Regions from separate parts of the Gossypium hirsutum genome. Here region 2 is linked to region 1. The links are chromatin contacts, called in public Hi-C maps. All regions are on one chromosome and are shown on one strand. Each heading gives the region's core, a stretch centred on a gene start, on an enhancer-like site or on the middle of the called end of the contact. The rest is flanking DNA. Distances are from core to core; before and after follow the strand shown.

What was found. Hi-C and Micro-C count contacts between places; a contact is called where the count stands out from the background.
Region 2: a Hi-C map of hypocotyl shows a contact between it and region 1, with 4 times the contacts expected there. The contact joins the promoter of LOC107924556 here to the promoter of LOC107923813 in region 1. A contact is called at or near these places in 4 of 34 Hi-C or Micro-C datasets (hypocotyl, leaf and petal).

The regions. Positions count from the first base shown.
Region 1 is chrA11:20,583,953-20,591,159 of Gossypium_hirsutum_v2.1, forward strand. It overlaps LOC107923813 (60S ribosomal protein L27-3), which reads right to left and starts at 3,075. Exons shown (of 1, transcript XM_016853962.2): 1 at 2,245-3,075. The coding sequence starts at 2,811. The coding sequence ends at 2,404. It overlaps LOC107923812 (myosin-11), which reads left to right. Exons shown (of 7, transcript XM_016853960.2): 7 at 98-755. The coding sequence ends at 349.
Region 2 is chrA11:20,784,276-20,791,482 of Gossypium_hirsutum_v2.1, forward strand. LOC107924556 (60S ribosomal protein L18a) reads right to left here and starts at 2,506. Exons shown (of 4, transcript XM_016855064.2): 1 at 2,319-2,506; 2 at 2,101-2,216; 3 at 1,954-2,017; 4 at 722-1,278. The coding sequence starts at 2,333. The coding sequence ends at 937. It also overlaps the pseudogene LOC107923438.

The DNA.
Region 1 (7,207 bases), core at 1,825-4,324:
ATAACACTATTCAAGATCATTTTGGCTACATTTTTCTTGTGAAAATCTGAAAGTTGTTGCTTACCCCTAAATCATGTGTTAAATCATGTGTTTGCAGGGTGGTGGAAGTTCAGCCGAATTGAAGGATGGAGTAGAGGTGAAGTCCAGAGATATTGATGGATTAACATTTTCAGCATCATCAAAACGGAAGAGCAAGAAAAAGTTGGAAGCAGCTTCAGTGCAAGCTGCATCCTCTTCATCAACTCCTACCCACCACGAGGTTGCTTCGCCCTTGACCACCTTAAAGTTCATTTTGGGTATAGCTTTTGTGTCCGTAATCATCGGTGTTATTCTAGGAAAGCGTTATTAGTGTAAGTTTTTCGTGTTTATTGGTTTTTCTTTGCAGCTTGCGTCTAAACATATAAGCTATGCAGAGCAGAATGAAAAGCTTAATTTTGTGTATGCTTTTCTTAGCTTAGTTAGATTTAGGAAGTTGACTAAAGAACTTGTTTCATTCCTTCCCTTGCTTGTTTGTCATAAATGGTTGGTTATATACATATGTATATATACAAGCCATCATTCAACGTACATGCTGCAAATTGCGTTTTATATTCTGGTTTATCTCCTTCCTTAGAGGAGAAATGCCAACGAGACTTCTCTTGCATGTAACCTCGTAATCCTCATCCAAAAGCTTTCACTTTCTCTGGGAGGAAGAGTAGAGCAGGAAATTAGTGTGTTTTAAATGTCATAAAATTTGATACAATAGTTAAATATTATATGATTAGACATCGATAATTATTATATGTATTGATACATTTGTTAGAAATTAGTGAATTAATAGTTGATGCACTATGTTCCATTCATTTTTATACAAAATGTATTATCCTTCGAACTATTTTTGAACTAACAAGTGTATCGAATAATTATCTTACATAAACATATTGTATCGCATGCGAGGTTGTGAATTGAACTTGTAGCAAAAGAACTTTCCACCATGAACCAACGACAAAGAGCTACTATAACAACGCTTTTCAAAGAAAAAAAATTTGGGTAAAAAACATGTCTGAAAAACTCAAAAGTATATTGTGTAGCAATACTTTTGTCTCAGAAGTGTTTTCACTGGCCCTAAAACAATTGGTTACCGGTTAAGGAAAAACATCTAACGTTTCTTCTGAGTTTTCTAAGGTTCCTTAGAGTTTTCTCCGCCTAAATGGCATAGTTGACTCGATTATCCATCCACTCACTGATCTTCACTCACTCCCAATCCTTAGAAGTAAGAAACAATGATAGGGATTCTTCCAACAACGACGAGAATCTCCAGTACTTGATCAACCAAAATGACACCAAAAAATGCAGCACTGAAACGCACCATCATCAATGCAAACACAAGACGAGCCAAAGCACCAAGATCTATGGTCGCTTAAGAAACTTATGCACTGTCACTAGAATAGCAACACTCCCAAATCCAAAAACGAAACCAACCCTAAAATAGTCTATTTAGCAATTTCACACAAATAGAGCAAAACCATGAACAGTGTAAAACCATATCATTGTCATCGGATCACCAGTCAAATATCCTACAGAAAGAGAGAATTCTAAGTGCACCATAAAACTGCAAAGTGAATCCCACAAGTCCAATTCTTCATTTTTCCTATAGTGTGCATCAAAATGCCTAACATATCAGACAAACTTGAAAACATAGAGTGAGCTAATGTCAGTCACATGTCCGCATTCAACGCTCATTTACCTAGTCCAGGTAGAACAAGAATCAAATGATTACTTTGAACCCCAAGGAACAAACAAGGATGAACAAATCCAAACCCCGACTTCTAAACCATAACATAGAACAGCAGAGTATATTTTTATACTAAACAATTGGTAACGAATTTCCAAATTTCAAAAACAGGCTTGATAATTCTAATGCTTTATTGTTACAATTAACAACTACAAGCTTAATTTCTAGACCAATGCGAATTTTAAGATCAATAGTAAAAGCCAAACCAACAAACAAATAGACAAATAGTCACCCATTAGATGACAAGTAAATGGTTGATGAAGAACTGAATTGAAATTAAGCTTTAAAATCCAAGAAATTTCAATCCAAAACTCCATCTTGAAGCTGAAGCATACCCATTTCTCAGGCAGGAGAAACAACTCCATGCAGCAACCATAATACCAAAAAAATGGCAAAACATTGGAACATTTTATAACTAAAAGATTCTATTTTTGAGAGATAAAAAAACATAAATGTCTAAGAGAAATGAGTAAGCAACATAGCATCATATAACAACAAAAGAGCACATAAAAATATCCCATCGGAACAGATTCAAAATCCGTCCTTAAAATTCAAAATGCTTGAAACACTAGATCCAAATTCAAACTTTTTTTTCTCAAAAAAAGATACTATAATAAAGGTAAATACCCTCAAAACCTAAGCTTAGTAAAGAACCACCTGTTCTTTCCAGTCTTGAACCTCTCTTCGAACCTCTCCTTGGTCGCCTTGCAAGCCGCCACTTTCTTGTCCTTGGTCTGAAGTGCATCGACGGTAACCACGTCTTTCAAGTCTACGTCGAGGGTGTAGCGGGTGGGCATCAGGTGCTGGTAGTTGACGAGCTTGACGAAGCACTTGACGCGCGATTTCTTTGCTGTTTTCTTGGCGGAATCCTTGCGGATGACCTTGCTCGGGTACTTCTTTATCCCTGCAACCAAACAGTGGCCATAGGGGCGGTCACGTGTTCCATCGTCGAAGGATCTAACGATCACCGCTTTGCGCCCAGCATATCGGCCTTGGAGGACAATCACGGCCTTGTTGGATTTCAGAAACTTCACCATGGCGGCGACGACGGCAGTAGCTCCGGTTCTCTCCACGCAAAAGCCCTTACTTAAGAATGGAGGACAAATCAGAATGAGGTATATATGGTATGAATTAGTGAAACCCTAGCATTTTTAGAATCTTGCTGGATTTCAGTGGGCTTGAACCTGGGTGAAGTAGAAACTGGACTACTCCAATTCAGAGACTTGGTGGGTTTCTGTATTGGTCGGACTGGGTTAGATCACCATGGTTTTTTGTTTTTTATTTTTTTTATTTTCAGGCTCATATTACTTGGTTGGATCAGTTTTACTGTTTAAATAATAATTAAATATTAAATTTTTACTTTTAAACTAACATATTTATTTAAATTTAATTTAAATAAATATATTTTAATTATTTAATTTCAATTCAAACTCAATTAATGAGTTCCAGCTTGATTTTTAGGCTAAATAGGTATACTGATTTTTTTAATTGACCAAATAGTTTTTTTTTAATATTTAGGAAAGTAAACAGATTTTAGAGAGAGTGTGTAAAAGTACACCCAGCTGGAAGCGCTTTCACACTTTCTCTCCTTGGCCATTGATTTTTTTAGGGTTTTTTAGGTTTAAGATTTTTTTATTTAGGAATTAGGGTTTTTATTGGTTTAAAGTTTTGAGAGTGAGATCTTGAAATTTATAGGTAGATTAAAGAGGACAGGGATGCGGTAACATGTCTCAGAACATATACATTTCATATGTCATGCCAGGATAGGACAATTACATCATAAACTCATCTTATAGAAGTCAAGTTTCAGGGTGATAGTGCTTGATACGGTTACGAGTTAAAGTGTAAATGAAGGTCCTAGTCAACTGTTGTTATGCAGTCCAGGTTCGAGTATAACTGGGGGCCAATTAACGGTCATTATGCAGTTATGAGTTCAACCTTTTTGGATACCCGCAAATAAAGCTTTATATATACCATACATAAGATTAAGATCATAATCATAGGGAAAAATAAAGATGCAACTGAGGAAGAAGATTCAAGCGCGGACGAAAGGGCAACGGAGGTTGTTCACGAATCTGAATCTGACCTCAATCCAATTTGGCAGTCCAAGCTGGATGGTTCAGAAGTAGCAATTTTGTTGAACCAGAGTAAGTTTTAACTGAGCCAAAACCCTGTGCATTTTACGATGACGGTTTGGACAATGCTCCGGATCCAAATATGTGATTCAAGGCATATAAACCTTCGACCCATACGCAAAACGTCAACCTATCAGCTGAGGGTGATTTAGAGTTCCCGTAACTCCCACATAGAATACCTAGCCATGCAAGTTCATCGTCAAATGTTTGGGTATTAGAAGTTGGCATAGAGTATTGCAACAAAGATGTTTTTCTTGCTGTATCGAAGCAGTACAGCTTCAAAAACAGCATGAACTACCATGTCACAAAATCTCGTTCAAAGAAATTCGAGGGAAAGTGCGCAATGCGCAATGAGAGGTGCCAATGGAAAATCATGGCATCTTTTCGGAAGAAGACAAGCTTGTAGATAATAAAAAAAGTATATCAGTCCACATACTTGTGTTGTAGCAGGTGCGCGATGCGATCACCCAATATTTCTATGTGATTTGACAAGGGTTTTTATTTTTTCCAATAACATAACTTTGACTCGTACTTTGCAGGTGTAACTTAAGATCATCCAAGGCTAGACTCCAACATGATATCTGACATAATTCTCCATATGGTGAAAGCGTATCCCAAGATTTTCGTACTGATAATGATTGCCAACATTCATAATCAGTACAATTATACGCCATCATACTATAATGCATAGGTCGCAAAACAAAAGGCTATGGATAACTTGCATCATGGGTGGGACAGGTTACATAACGATTTGTGGCAATGGTGTCAGGTACTGGATCGGTATGTACCAGGTTCTATCATTGATCTAGAAACACACGCAGTGTACTTCTACGACTGTCTCGTCCTTGGGAAAAGAGTTTTCCATCGATTGTTTTGGACTTTCTGTAACACCCTATACTATGTTCGACTCAAGGAACCTGATATAGGAATATTACATTTGGTGCCAAAGTAATTCTTGGCTAATCACTAATATATTAGAACATAAAAAAGGACACTTGGAATACACTTTGTAACACCCCTATCCCGTAACCGTCGCCGGAATAGGTAAGGGGCATTACCGGACTTGTAACTCATGTCAGAACAGTAAAATTTTGAACTTTTTCTTGAAATAAAGATCATTCATTTAAATAAGTACTAAGCACAGCCATGGATAAAATTTAAACTTCTCTAAGTAAACATTCAAAAGATGCCATTTTCGCATGGCTTATATACATTAACCAAAATATTCTTCCGCCACTAGTCTATTCTATACATGCCATAAGATAATCCAAAACATAGCAGTACCAAGCAGTGGATAGTAATAGTGTGACAAGTTGCTGACGATCCCCGAGCAAAAGGCCAAATTCAACAATCTATAAAACAGAGAAACATAACAACAGAGTAAGCTTTCATAAGCTTAGTAAGTTTTAAGCAAATTTAAAAAAAAACTCTTGAACTCAAATATAACCAATTTGTTTATTTGATTCATATATATAACATTTCATTTCATATCTATAGTTACCCTCATCGGTCAAGTCAAAATGTATATCTCCCAATATCCTATAATATTTCTCCATAACTGTATACCCACATATTCATATGGCATTTTCATATTTGCTTTCCACTTTACAATCATGATTTAATTCTGATGGGTCTAACATGTACAAGTATTTATCATATACCTGACCAACCAAATTAAAGTCGATCTTACGAATTCTCATATAACCTCTTTCTAGGTATACTGCCCTTTTGGCCGAATATACACAATTACGTAATATACACAATAAGCAGATAAATTCTCACTTGATAGTGATCTCTTATAAACATAGGTACATTACATATTTTCACCTAACTTTTCACATTGACCAAATGCGCAATAATCATAGAAACAGTCTTATTGTTTTACTCACATATGCATCACATAACAACCTTGTGATTTAATTCAAATCAAGCTTAAATATAAGCTCAGAATACATACCTGTCCAACTTAACGCATTTAACGTATTTATTAACAATTGTTACTGTGAAGTCATATAATCTTACGCTTTACTCGAATCATCAGCGAGACCTTTAGCTCGGATAATCCCCACACGTGGTCATCGGGTCTTACCTGGACATAATCTCCACACGTAGTCATCGGGTCCTACCAGGAATATATTTCCAAGTTTCATGTACATTTAATCCCATGTTACAACATTCACATCGACTATCATATTTGTAATTCATTTGCCTTATCAAATATCTACTAATACACACCTTTCACAATTTGTTATTCGGCCACAATATATATACACATCTCATACATATTTCACATTAGCCATTTGGCTTTACCACATATGCATGGCTCATACATATTTCACATTAGCCATTCGGCTTTACCACATATATATATCTCATACATATTTTACATTAGCCATTCGGCTTTACCACATATATATATCTTGTACATCAATTTCATCATAACAAAATTGACTAGGTATACTAGTCATTTACAGCTTATAGCCTCACTTTAATACGGATTCGGTACTTTGATTAAAATTTTAATTGATAGTTTATAAGCAACTCAAACAGTTTTATCAATGTTTACTACTTAATCACAAATTCACTACAAGCTGTTTTTCCCGGCAATAGTCATTAAATTATTCGTAACTGGAGCTACAAAACTCAAAATGAAGTGCCGTTAATTTTCCCTAAAAATAGACTCATACATATTTTATCCATAAAATGTTCAGAACTTTTGGTTTGGCCAATCAATACCAGATTTTTCTTAAAGTTTCCCCTGTATCACTGTTTGACTATACTGACTACTCTTTACTACAAATCAAATTCCTCATTGTACAGAATTTAAAATATGTTCTTGTTTATTTCATTTGAAACTAGACTCATTAAGGAGTCTAAGCATATAAAGTTTGTCTTATAACAATTTTTGTACAATTTATAATTGTTTTCTAAAAATAGAACAGGGGATTTTGGAGTCATTCTGACACTGTCTCACACAACTTTAAATATCTCATTATCAGCAATTCCTTTGCTTACACAGTTTCTTTTATAAGAAACTAGACTCATTAAGCTTTAATTACATAATTTATTCAGCCCCTAATTCAACTCCAACAATTTATGGTGATTTTCTAAATTCACGTTACTGCTGCTGTCCTAAGCGGAGTTATTACAATTTATTCTTAAATTTCCAAAGTTCAAACACTTAAGAACTTACCTTGAATTTGATCGACTTAGTACAAATCGGCTATTCAACTACTTTCTCTTTTCCCCTATTCGAAGTTGGTGTCCTTTTTTCTTGAGCTTAGAAATTGGCCTCCAA
Region 2 (7,207 bases), core at 1,256-3,755, 200 kb after region 1:
TGGAAAAAGAAGTAGGTTTTGATATGATGCCACCGTCTTTTATTGCCGGTTGCAAGGCAAATGAGAGGAGAAGGCAAAAGATTAAAGCCGCTAAGGTGCGAATCAATAAGATAGTGGATCCATCCTCTGCTGGTTCAGATGGTAGTGACAATCTTAACTCTTCAGAAGTTGCTTGTGGTGGGAAGAAGAGAAAGAGAAGACAAGCCAGTGAAATTGATTGGGAAGATTTTGTTATTGAAGCCCTCCTTTTGCATCGGGTTAAAGAAGAAGATATCGAGAAAGGGCATTATCGAGCTTTGCTAGGTTTGTATGTCTTTAACTCTGGGACGATATGAGAGCTTTTAGTCCAGAAGACATGTCTGAGAATCTTGCTTCTTCCTTGGACTAACTGGATTTTTGTATAGATTGTTTTGTCCACATCTGTATTTTTAGCTTTTTACAGCAACGTGAAACTTTTTGATGGAGGTACTATTGATAAAAATAGAAGGGAAATTTTGGGGCATATCTTGAATTTTAACTCTTTAACTGGGAAGAAATCCAGTCACTTATTTCCATTTTTAGTGTACCTTTTACTTTGTTTACAGTATTTCTAATAGGGAAATTTGGTATTTAGATCTTTCAAAAATAATTTAAGAGGTAAAGTTTCAACTGTAAAATTAGAAGTCATTTTTTATGCTTGTAGGAAGTACTTTGTGATAGCAAAGTGATAACCAACAGAAACTTCACCAACTAGACAATGGTCCAATATTATTATAAATAGTAATTCACCATGGTAATCAATTAAAAATAAACTTCTCAAACTACAAAATCTTCCAAGACATAAGGGACCACAAAAGTAAACATAAAGTGCTCAAAATCTGATGGATGCTATCCATCTAACACGACAAGTAATCAACCTAAAAGGCCTTTTACCCTACCATCACCAATTATGGACTACTACATAAACAAGTTGGGTTTGGAAGCCTTGTATGTTGTCTTAAGCTTCCTAGTAGGTGGCCTGACCTTCTTGAATACCAGTGGGAATTTGATCTTGGAGTTGTGAAATTGCTTGGTGCTGTCCCTCTTGCAAAGTTTTGCTGGGATAGTAGCTGTCTTGATGATTTGAATGCATGGAAACCTCACCCTGTGACGAGATGCCATCTCAGCGTACATCTGTTCAACTGCACCATTGAGAGTTGTGTCCCGGTATTCCTTGTACATGTTGTGATAACCAGTTCGACTTTGATATCGGAGCCAAATGCCGTAGTTCTTGATCTTGGTAGGGTTTTTCTCAAAAATCTACAATATAAAACATAGCATGAGAAAATATCAATATCTGTTAAATCACTAGATGTGATTCAAAATAACACTCAAGCATCTGGCTCAATGATCATAGCACAAATGTGATCCTGTTCCACCAAGAGGAAAACAAGAAGAATGCTAACTTATGATCACCAATCAAGTTTATATATATTTAGACAAGCAACCTTCATAACAATGGAACACAACTGAGCCACCCCCAGTGCACAAATGTAATGTATAAAACATTATTTTCTTCCCTGTACTCAACTGTCAACGCAGGTATATATGCATGTATGTTGTCTCCTACACAGGTATATATCAGCAGTGGTACTTGATTCTGTCCAATTAATGACCAAAGAGACAAAACTCAGCTGAATAACAAACTGCCACCTTCATTAGCAGAGTGCTTCCTTTAGATCTAAGTAAACAGATTGGTACATACATTTTTTAGATAGAATGTTGGATTCCGACTTCAAGCCCGAGCAGAAATTCACATATTTCTTTCGAAGACTATCGCTTATCCAACATGTAAATGTCACACTAAATAAAGCAACCAACTTAACTCGAGCAGCTAAAAATTCAAACTACATCCAACATACAAATGAAACACCATTTCACTTATAGGGTTTAAAACTTTCAAAAGAGATCTAAAGGACAATAAATGGTCAATACCTCATTGATTGCTAAAACTTGTCCATTGCTTTTCTTCACCTTCTTCAGCTTCCTCAGAAAATACCTAAATTTTAAAAAAAAATCAAATAAAGGGTAAAAAATAAACAAGAATAACAAATCTGATCAGCAAAATGTAATTTTACAGACCAAAACTTGGATTTGGCACGGACTTCATTGGTGGCCCAAAGCTTCATTCTGTAGATCTTAGGATGCTGATCTGCTTCTGTTGGGAGACCTCGCCCCACCACTTGGTACTGATGAAACTATGTTTTGTTTTTTCCAAATAAAAATCAAGACAAAAAATCCCATTACAGCTTTATAAAAAAAACACAAATAATGGAAATGGGTATCGATTGGTAACTTACCCTGAAAGCAACCATTTTTGTAATAAAGAAGAAGATAAGCTGCCGCTCACTGCTATGGCCCGTTCCCTGGTTTCTCCCTGTACTCTTATGGCAGCGCAGTGGTAGGGATAAAAAACCCTACCTATTCTTTCTCTATTGGCTTTTTGTGGGCTTACGAGAGTGTTGAGTGACTTGGGGGTGGAGCTGAAATCCTAGGCCCATTTAAGCCCACAAAAAGTAGGATTTGAAGCCTTTGGTTTTTGAAGTTCAAATATTTTTCTCTTTATTTCGGAAAAATATAAAAAGCACTCGCATAATTATATTTACTATTTTTTAAAATGATTTTTTAATTATTTTTAATTGAATTGGTGATTATTCACTCTTAATCAAAGAAGTTAATTCTGTATGATTTGAAACGTCTTGTTCTGGTAATAAATTGAAATAACAAAATTTAATTTCTGTTCTAATTTAAATTTCAGTCTGTTGTATCGGTGTATTTTGATTTGTACCAGTACATACTAACTCATATTGATTGGTATAAGATTTTAATATTTTAAATTTTAAAAATATCTAAAAGTATTGATATATTCAAAATGGTACAACAAAGCATACTAGTATCCGTATGTACCAATATAAAAACAACTGTACATCCACTAATACAATACTGATTATCTTACCTATAATATCAATTCAAAAGTTTAAATATATTATAAATATATATGATTAAAAATAGTTTAAATATAATATAATATGTGACATAATATGATATTGCAGTATAAATGTGCTAAAATTTATATAAAATCATTTATTAAATTATTTCAGGGTTAAATTATCAAATTTTATATAGAATTAATACTACTTTAAAAATAATTATTACACATAATAAAAATCTCATTCGCCATTGTTATAATAAAACCTACTAAATGACCAAAGCACATGTGCAATTATTAACACGATTAGTATGAATAAAAATACGGTTCAATTAATAATTTTATAATAATATTTTCATAAAAAATATAAATAAATTTAACATTAATGATATATTTGGAAATAATCTAGAAATGAGTGGAAATTGTAGATATTAGGGTTGTAATTCCAAGTTTTTATGATTATAAAGATTTTTAATTTTCCATTATGTGTTTGGCTAATAAAATATATATTTTTTGATATAAGTGTATTTTTTTTCTATGCTAACAGCCTATATTTATACTAACATCCACTTCAATTCAATATATATTTAACACGTCATGATTTAATACTTATTAACCAAATCGAATAAAATGACGGATATTCAGATCAATTTACCTTTACACCAAATACGCACTAAAGTGCTAATTAGGCATAAATACACCAATTCCACTTACCACACTTGAATACGCTTGTACCCTTAGGGTATTTGAGCAGATGATATGTTTTCGACCCCTAGAGTATTAGAGAATTGTCTCATATGTACACACATAGGGCTAAATCTCCCACCTATCAAAACAGACCCTATGGCATGCCAACTATATCTGTGACTCTATTCGACAACGTTAATAAGGCAATTATCATTGTTATTAATCATATTTCATCAACAAGCATAAATACATGTATTCAACCAACCAAATGATCACTACTCACATAATCATGTAAATACGTACCTTTCGAGTATTTTACATTATTAATGTGAAATGTGCCTTGCATTTATCAAACACGTTGTATGCACTTAAGATGAGAAATCGAAAAGGAGAAAAAAGCCATGCGACGCCCTTGGTAGCCAAGCAAGGTTGCGATGTCATGACGAGTAGGTAGGCCATGTCACAACGAGGCGATGTTTTTTGCTCAAATACAACCACGTTTTTTTACTCTCAATATGACTTATTCTCCCAATCAAACTCTATTTCCTATAAGAACATTTTAGTTATATTGGACCCATGTCCCAATACTATTTAAAGGACCTTTTGAACCCTGTTTAGTAGAATCAGACTTGCATTATATATCTCTTGTGTGAGATTTGTTAAAGAGTTTTTAGGGAGAGCTTTTGTAGTTAGCATATTTAGTTTTTTTTAGGGATTTGTTCTTTGTGTTCGGGTTGAATACTTTCCATCGTTATAGTTTTTATTTGCTGCTTAGTGAAAAGCTGAAGCCTCATTTGCCCATGGTTTTTTATCCCTCGGCGAGGGTTTTCCATGTAAATATTTGTGTTCATTCATCTCTACTTTTACTATATTATTGCTCATTCGGATCAATCCCTAACAAATTGGTATTAGAGCTTGGTTCAGCTTTCACAAATTAACTCATTTAGGATGGCAACAATTAGATTTGATATTGATAAGTTTGATAGGATCACAAACTTCAGTTTATGGTAGGTTTGGATGACAACACTTCTAGTTTAGAATGGTCTAAAGGTCGTTATTGGTAAAAAGCTCGAAGGTATGAAAAAATCAAAATAGGAAGAGCTTGATGAAAAAACTCTATCCAGGATTCAATTATGCCTCACGAATAATGTACTATAGGAAGTACTCATAAAAAAAACAACGGTTGCTTTATGGATGAATTTAGAAACCCTTTATAGGAAAAAATTGTTGGCCAACCAATTGGTGTTGAAATAACACTTGTACACGTTTCGTATGGACGAAAGAATGTCCACTAGGGTTCACATTAGTGAGTTCATTACACTTTTGAATGACCTAAAGAACGTTGAGGTTAATATAAATAATGAAGATCAAGCTATGTTATTGTTGTGCTCTTTGCCCTTTAAGTATAAATCTTTCATGGAGACCCTAATTTATGGTAGAGGTAGACTGTCATTTGAGGATGTAAAGGGAAATTTGTTGAGTAAGGAAAAACTCGACAATGAATTAGGTTCAAGCAGCAGATCTGATAAAAAAAGCCTCGATTTTAGTTGGTTGAGGCATGCAATAGTGTAAATTAAGGTCAAAATCGAGTAACCATGATAAGAGATGCAAGTACTGCAAAAAGCTGGGTCACATAAAGGCATAATGTTATAGTTTGAGAAATAAAAATAGGAGGGCTGCCGAGAGCGGTGAGGATGAATAGCAAAATGCTGACGTAGCCAATGCTACTATGGCTGTAGAAAAAGGTGATGATTTCTTATTGGTGTCAACGAGTGAAAGCTCTAAACTTACGTCCGAGTGGGTCCAAGATTCGGGGTGTTCTTCTCACATGTGTCCCAAAAGAGACTAGTTCTCCACATACAGTTTACTTAAAGGTGGAGTTGTACATATGCGGAATGGCTCATCCTGTAAGGTTATTGGTATTGGTGTCATTCAGATTAGGATGCACAACAAGACAATCAGGACACTATTAGATGCCAAGCATGTTCCTAATTTAAAGAGAAATCTCATCTCATTGAGAAATTTGGACTTACAAGGTTATAGAATCAACATCGAGTCAAGCGACATTAAAGTGTCTCATGGTGCTCTCGTTTTGATGAGAGGTCAAAAGAATGACAATCTTTGTATTCTGCAAGGATCAACGATAAATGATAAAACTGCAAGTTCCTTGTTGGTTAAAGAGTTAGATTCGACTCAGTTGAGGCATAAACGACTTGGTCATTCAAGCGAAAAAGGTATGACCGTTCTGGACAAGAGAGGTTCTCTTTCGTGTGCAAGAGTTAGAAAAATAAAGCACTACATTCATGAGATGAAAAAATAAGTCAGTTTCGATTTAGCAGTGCACAAGAAAAAGACTAGAAGTCTTCTAGTTTCAAACTTCAAGTAGATCTTGAACTTGGTTAGAATCCTGCAAAGTTTGAGATAGGCCCATAGTTGGCTTTGGCAAATGAAGCATGATAAATATAAGTCAATGTGGAGATTTGTAGGATGTGCCTTACATTTATTAGATACGCTGTAGGCACTTAAGATGAGAATTGAAGAAGCAAAAAGCCACACGACGTTAGGACAATGCGACACCCTTGGTAGCCAAGCAAGGTTGCGACGTCATGACGAGTAGGTAGGCCACGTCATGACGAGACGATGTTTTCTGCTCAAATACAACCACGTTTTTTTACTCTCAACGGGACTCATTCTCCCAATCAAACTCTATTTCCTACAAGGATATTTAGTTATATTGGATCCACATCCCAAGCCCATTTAAAGGGCCTTTGGAACCCTGTTTAGTAGAATCAGATTTAGAGAATTAGATTTGTGTTATATATCTCTTGTGTGAGAATTGTTAAAGAGTTTTTCGGGAGAGATTTTGAATTTGGGATATTTGGGTTTCTTTTGGGATTTGCTCTGTGTTCGGGTTGAATACTCTCCATCATTATACTCTTTGTTTGTTTGATGCTAAACAAAAAGTTGAAGTTTTCTTTGCCTGTGGTTTTTTATCCCTCAGTGAAGGTTTTCCATGTAAATACTTTTGTTCATTCTTCTCTACTTTTACTATCTTTTATTTATGCGGGTCGATCCCCAACAATTAGATTACCATTTCAGAACATTTAATGAATCAAACATATATATAATATTTTATCTAACGAACTCAAATTGTGAGAGTACAAACCAACATATCTATTTGTAAACAGCTTTGGCTTTTTTGTTTTTCGACGTCTTGACATCGTCTTAGCTTATTAGATTAATGACCGAACGGAGAAGATGAGTGTTGCTCATTGTTTACTTTTCCAATCGGTTTGCAGAGAAGAAAATATGAAAACAAATGCTTTTCTCTCCCCCAACTTAACATGCATATATATACACTTTAATTAACAATGTAATTTTGTTAATTAATCAACCTAATTAATTACTAATCAAATGATCTATAGGTAAAATATTATTTAGTGGAAAGTGATGACATTGATAATTAATTTGATATCATAATTTACTAATGGTCAATTTGCTAATATAATCTTTGCTTAATTGCCATTTAAGGCACTTGTCAATTTATAATCAATTTCTTTTCATTTTAGTCAC